Regions from separate parts of the Sus scrofa genome. Here region 1 is linked to region 2. Evidence: chromatin contacts called from public HiChIP or PLAC-seq data. All regions are on one chromosome and are shown on one strand. The core of a region is the stretch at or near the end of the contact, and the rest is flanking DNA. Distances in the headings are between cores, read along the strand shown.

Evidence for each region. HiChIP or PLAC-seq counts read pairs in DNA pulled down with a chosen protein or histone mark.
Region 1: an H3K27ac HiChIP or PLAC-seq map of alveolar macrophages shows a contact between it and region 2. The contact joins the promoter of C1QB here to the promoter of ZBTB40 in region 2. A contact is called at or near these places in 1 of 47 Hi-C or Micro-C datasets (fibroblasts) and 1 of 2 datasets of contacts at active chromatin or transcription factors (alveolar macrophages).

The regions. Positions count from the first base shown.
Region 1 is chr6:80,600,006-80,603,487 of Sscrofa11.1, forward strand. It overlaps C1QB (complement C1q B chain), which reads left to right and starts at 1,675. Exons shown (of 3, transcript NM_001244283.1): 1 at 1,675-1,802.
Region 2 is chr6:80,418,434-80,421,823 of Sscrofa11.1, forward strand. It overlaps ZBTB40 (zinc finger and BTB domain-containing protein 40), which reads left to right and starts at 1,398. Exons shown (of 20, transcript XM_021095498.1): 1 at 1,398-1,548. It overlaps LOC102165262 (a long non-coding RNA gene), which reads right to left and starts at 1,348. Exons shown (of 5, transcript XR_002344935.1): 1 at 1,279-1,348.

The DNA.
Region 1 (3,482 bases), core at 425-2,924, 180 kb after region 2:
TCCACTCCAAGTTCAAGCCCATCTTTTCCCATTGTCACCAGCCACCAAATCATTGAGGGTCTATAGCTGGCAGAGCCTAGAGACCCTTGGGTTTCATCAAATGATCCTCTTCTTTCTCTATCACCCATGCAGTAAACACATACTTTCCATCAGGCAGCATCCACAAGCCAGGTGATTTTCTATCTCCAAGCACGGATGTCAAGAGGGCCCTGACCTGTGGTGGCTCCAGGGACTCACCGGGGAACCATCCCTGAGAAGGGCATCATGTGGCCTCAGGTGAAGCCTCAGGAAGAGGGCTGCCCTCCTGGTGCCAGGGCTGCCTGACTCTGAGTGCTGCATCTGCCACTTGCATGGGGTGTGGACTCCCATAGCCACTTTTTGTGACATTCATCACAGAAGCAGTGGAACTTTTTGCATCATTCCATGTTTTTGTTTTGTTTTGTGTTTTGTTTTCTGTCTTTTTGCCTTTTCTAGGGCCATTCCCACGGCATATGGAGGTTCCCAGGCTAGGGGTCTAATCAGAGCTGTAGCCACCGGCCTATGCCAGAGTCACAGCAACTCGGGATTTGAGCCACATCTGCGACCTACACCACAGTTCACGGCAACAATGGATCCTTAACCCACTGAGCAAGGCCAGGGATCGAACCTGCAACCTCATGGTTCCTAGTCAGATTCCTTAACCACTGTGCCATGATGGGAACGCCCATCATTCCATGTTTAACACCAGTCTCTTCCAGGAGCAGAGACACCCCCTGGGGGCAGGACCTGGGGCTGATTTGCAGGCAGCTCTACCTCCAGGGCACATAGAACCTCAAAGAATATTTGCTGAGTGATGGCTCTTGCTCCTCTGGGCCTCAGTTTCCCCATATACCAAATGAGCCACATGGGCTGGGTGACCTCCAAACCCCTCTCCAGCCCTACCTTGGTGGGATCCAAGGATCAACAAGCAACAGGTTTCTGCCTGAGCCTATTACTGTCACCAGCTCCAGGCCCTCTGGAAGCCAAGGAAGGGGGATAAATAAATAATGACCACATTTAAAATGCATGTTTCATTATTACATTATTTTCTGAGAACAGAGAAAGAGCAGGGGTGCAAGATGGAAAGAAAGCAGAAGAGATGAGCCTGGGAAGGGGAGGCCTGGGACAAGGTCTGATATTAATAATCAATATGTGCACTGCACTTTACAGTTTGCTGTCCTCTTTCTCACACTCTGGTCTGAGTGCCCCAGTGCCCTGTACGCTCTGTAGAGCAAGTGTAATTATGGGCCCAGCGCACAGCAGAGGAAAGTGGGGCTCCCTTGGGTTCCCGTGGCTGAGAAGGTGAGGTTTGGCTGGTAAGTGGCAGAGCCAAAATATGAATTGAGGTTTTGAACCCGAAATCCAGCCCTCAGGCACCAGGCGAACCATGTTTGCATTTGAGGAACACCCCTGTTCCCTGCAGAAGCTCATGAGGTCAGGGGCCTTGGCAGTTGTGGATCTTCTCCCAGAACAGCCATAGCTGCTGTTCCCCGCAGCTGCTGAGCCAGCGAAACCCAGCCCGCCACCCACCCCTCACTTACAGTAAACCCTGCCAGATGGCAGAAACGGGACCTGAAACTGCCTGAAGGCAGCAGAAGAGTGTCAAAATGGGGTGACCGGGAGGGGACTGGCCTGCTGGGCCCGTGGGAGGGGGCCGTCAGGGGAAGGCCCTTCTCGTTTGTCTGGGGAATGGAACTTCCGCTTTGGACTGAGAGCAGCAGGCTCCTGGCTCCCGGTCCCACTGCTGCCGAGCCCAGCGACATCCCAGGACATCAGGTTCCCAGGTGAGGATGGGGCTCAGCACTGGGACAGGGACAGGCTGGCAGGACCAATAGGGCAGAGGGTGGTGATTCCCAAATGACAGGCCCTGAATCCCCTGCCTCAGAGCCCCCTGTGGTGTTTGACCATGAGGATTCCTGGGCCCAAACCCAGACCTCAGGTATCAGACTCTCTGGAGGTGATCTTGGGAGCCTGCTGCTACCTGGAGCCCCAGGTAATGGAGGAGGAGTCAGCCTAAAATGGGAGCCAGCAGGACAAAGGCTTTGGGGTCACCGAGACTGGAGCTAAGCCCTGCTTCTGCCTCTCAGGCGCTGGTGGTCTGGGCTAAGTCGCATAACCTCTCTCAGCCTGGATCCTCTCCAAGGATAACAAAATCTTTCAGGGGTGCTGGGAGCCCTAAAGGAGACCAACTCAGATAGTGCCTAGCTCACCAACTGGTTCAAGACGTGTCAGTGGCTCAGCAGGTTACGAACCTGACCATGGGGATGGGGATGTGGGTTTGATCCCTGGCCCTGCTCAGTGGGTTAAGGATCTGGCATTGCTGTGAACTGTGGTGTAGGTCACAGACACAGCTCAAATCCGGCATTGCTGTGGCTGTGGTGTAGGCCGGCAGCTGTAGCTCTGATTCGACCCCTAGCCTGGGACCTTTCATATGCTGCGGGTGCAGCCCTAAAAAAAAAAGAAAAAAAAATACGGCAGCGGCAGAGATGAAGTTAGAAGCAGGTCCTCTTCCACCCAGCCCAGCATTTCTCCAACACCTGCCTTCTCTTATTACCTGGTAACCTAATGAGAAAGCTCAGTGTGACTCTTTCAAGGAAGCGATTTGACTCGCAGGCAAAGTTGGGATGGGTTATTAGCTAGTACTGAGAACTCAGTAATGCTGGTGGAGGAGGCCATGGGATCAGGCACTGCACTAGGGACCTGGTTCCAGATTCCATCTCCTGGAATCCTCTGTCCGGTCAAAATTAACTTCGCCAAAGGCTCAGAGAGGTTAAGGCACTTGCCTGAAGTCATGCAGCCAAGTAGCAGCAGAGGGGGAGTCCAAGGTCAAGTTGGCCTGATTTCAAGTCAGGGGGAAAGGGGCTGTGGGGCTGGAAGGAGATGGACGTGTTGGTGATGCGGGGACTGTGTGAGGTGTAGGGGCTCATGGATGGTGAAGGCAGAGGGTGGTCAGACCAGATGGGTTTTAAGTCTTTGCCCAAGTGTGAGACTCATAGCCCCTGCCATGGGCCAGAACCCAGATCGCCCCACCCACGTCCCGCTCCCTGGTAGGAGTCTGAGTCTCATCATTGGTCAGGACCCTGCTCCCCTCAACCCCCACCCCACCCCCAGCAGCCAGTCAGAGCTCCTCACCCCTGGGCTGCCGGCACCTGAGGGCCCTCCTCGCCCTCAGCCCAGTCTCCCAAATGACCAGATTCTTGCTTACTTTTCCAAGCAGCCTCCATTGTGTCCCAGAACTTGGGCACTCCCAGGGATGGTGGTAATCTGAAAATAGCCAATATCACTAAGCATCTCCTATATGTCAGGCCGTCGAAAGCCTGAACTTGTCCGTCCTCCCCCAACCTGATGAGGTAGAGATTGGCATATCCCCATTTTCTAGAAGGGGAAACTGTAGCCAGACAGAAGTCACATGCCTCAGGCCCTTAGCTAGGAAGGGGCAGAGGCCTGATTGGGATCCTGGCAGT
Region 2 (3,390 bases), core at 148-2,647:
CATATAGTACATTAGCAATAATAGTGCTCTTTTAAAATCCGCTGATTGGACAAATATTTCTTGAGCACCTACTATACACCTACCAAGCACCATTCTATGTGTCTGTTTGTTAATTCTGGCAACCCTGTGTGGAGGGCTCCCACTAAAGGAGAACGCAGAGATGGCAGAAATGAGTGATTGGAGGACACAATAGCTATGGGTGTAACTCTAGTGACTACAAAAATGACTATCCCTTACAGCAAATCGGACTCTGAATGTGACAGTGACATGTGAGTACAATAGTGAAAGTGACTAATTGGGCAGTAATAAGGACAGCTGTGTACCAATAGGGGCCTACCAATAGGGGCTTGACTATGTGGCAGTGGCAGTAGCTGAGTGACAATGATGGTGAAAGCAACTGAAAGAGTGACAGCTGGGCACACATTACAATTGCTATATTGTACAGAACTGTTTGAAGTTTGTCGGTCACGGAAAGGGGTCCCATACTGGACGGTGACAGTAAAGAATGATGAAATGGATGTCAGTGACAATGCAAATGGTAGTTTGCCCAGTAGATTGAATTTGTGATTAAAATGGTGATAGAAGTCAGTCCGACAAGGAACATCTTTCAGAACGAATGAATACTGACACACTGGGGATGTAACCAAAGAGGGAACTCGGTCTCGTACTGACACAACTGGATTTGGGCGGCATAACTGAGTGATAGAAAAGCTGGCTGCTTGACAGTGACAGAGTGACACCGAGAGGTCAGTGGGCCCGCAGATGTGAATTAATTTGTCCCATACTCTCTGGATATGACTTCATCTGTTTGTGTGAAGGTGGCAAGAGGAGCTGCAAAGTGGAACTCACTGTGTGCCTCATTGTGTGTGACAGGAATGCCCAGCAAAAGGAAAGTTATGAACGTTTTCACTCCCAACGTGCTAAATGCTAAAATTGCGAGGAACGAGAGGCGGGATCAATATGCCTTCAAGACGCCACGATTGGTTCGCACCGATCTCTTAGCCAATTACGTCGGAGCCAAGCCTCTCCACCAATAAGAAGGCGTCTGGGGACGCGGCTCGGGTCGCGTCTCCGCCTTGCACGTGAACTTGTTTTGGAAAAACGGAAAGAAATCGTTTGTGCCTAATTCTCTGCCACTGTTTGAAATAAGATCTAACCTTTAGAGTTCTTCTGGCGAGGGATTGGTGGAAATCTACTAGAACTTTTCGAACAGAGTGTGGGGAGGGTAAAGCGTGGCTAAAGGTCAAAGGTCAGAGAAGGGGCTCGCAACCAGCTTACCCCAAAGTCCTAGCATTGGTGGACAGCGAGTGCGTGACGTAGGTCCCGCCCTGGGGACCCGCCCCCCAGCACGTGACCGTTGCGCGCGGGGCAGGCCGGGCCGTCCCCTCCCCGTTTATACCCGTTCTGCGCCGGCCTCAAAATGGCCGCCTTCTGGCGTATCTGGCGCTGTTGAATGGAGAAAGCTTTATTGTTCCCTTCGGGCAGGAGTGTTCGTGTCCTCTATGGCGCTGTCAATAAAGAACGGCAGTTTGAATCGGTGCTGAACAGGTAACCATAGAAACGGGGATGGGTCTCAGCACAGAGACCCCTTTTGCTGCTGAGCCCTGAGAGGCATGCCGAAAGAGGGGCGCGCCGAGACCCTTCCGCGAGGCAAACTTCGCTGCACTCTGCCGAGTCCCAGCCGCCTTACCCAGTCCCGGGACGTGGACCCCCGGGGCGGCCCCATCCCCGAGCGCAGGCTCTCTCGGGGAGAGGCCACGGGGTCCCGGCTGAGGTGCTTGGCCGGGCCTAGTTCCCGCTTGGGGCCTGCTCTCTGCCAGGGACCTGCCCACGCCCCTCCATCGCCTTCTACTTGGCGCGTTCAGAGGCCTTTCCTCGCAGCTGTTTCTTGCAATCTCACCCCTCTCCGTCGCCGCCAAGTCCCTGCGCCCGGTCTTGGCAAATCATGGCCTTGAGCCAAAATTGCCCCCCTCACTCCCCTCCCGTTTTTGTATGCTTGGAGCTAGGAAGGTTTTTACTTTTTTTTTTTTCTTAATGGTTGGGGAGAATATTTCGCATAATTTGTGATTTACTTGAAATCAAATCCCGGTGTCCATAAATGAAGCTTTCTTGGAACCCAGCCGTGTTCATTGTTGATGTTTTGCCTGTGGCCGCTTTCCTGCTACAAGAGCGAAGTTGATGAGCTGTAACAGTATCGAATGGCTTTGACACCTTGATCCAGACAGCCGAAAATAGTTTTATCTGGCCTTTCTTGTATATGGGGCTCCAGCTATAGGCACAAGTAGCCTGGGTCAGTGTTGTCCTCTGGTCCCTTCTCACTGTGTGGCAAACTCAAGTTAACAGTTGCCCTATAAACCCAGAGCTTTTTAGGTGACAAAACGTTGGCTTCCCTTATCTTTTCTAGTCTTGCTGATTTATTATTCAAAGTGGAATTGTTTCTCCACGTTGAATAACGATAATACCATCCAACCAGCGACTACAGTAAGCCAGATGCTTGTTTACATTCACACGCGGCCTTTTTGTACCAGCAACTCTTTGTAAGTGCCCATGTGTATATTTTGCTAAAGGGGAGGAAGGCCGGATTCAGAGAGACTTAAGCTGTTTACTAGATTATAGGTCTGGCAAGTTGAGCTCTTCCCTGGGAGCCCGCTACCTGGGGACCCACGTCATATAGCGGGAACTTCTTTCAGATCTCTCAACCTGGGGCTTTTGGTTCTTCTTTGGAATCGAATCCAAATCTTTGTATGCATTGTGGAGATTTAATTACAACCTCAAAATGAAAATTTTCTCTGCTTGGCTAAATCATCAAACTTCTGCCATATCCCACTGTCTAATTTAGAGGTTGTTCTTTTATAGCAGTTGTTCCCAAATCTAACCATTCATCACTAGTTTAACATATTTTCAGAGCACTCCATGATTTTGCATTTTGTTAATCATTGCATGCATTTGGTTAATAATTCAGTATTCATCAAGCACCTACGGATATACTTGCAATGACTCAAATCTCTGGAAATACAGTGGTGAACAAAATCAACATGATCTCTGCCCTTCCGTGGGATTTAGATTTTATAGGGGCTTGGACAGGTAAACAATTTCGTATAGAGCTATCATAGCATCATAATAATATAATTAGTAGTTAATATTTATTGAGTGATTGCCAAGGACTGCCCTATGTGCTTCATTTCCATGGCCTATCATTTAATCCTCACACCAATGCTGCGACCTAAGTAGTAGTAATATTCCCATTTTAAAGATGAGGAAACAGATGTCCAGGGTTACATAGCTAATGCATAAAGGAGCTGGGATCCAATCCTAAACTGATCACACTCACCATCCTGTATTATTCCATCTGTTTATTATCTTTCCTGCTTTCCTCAAGAGCAGAGACCA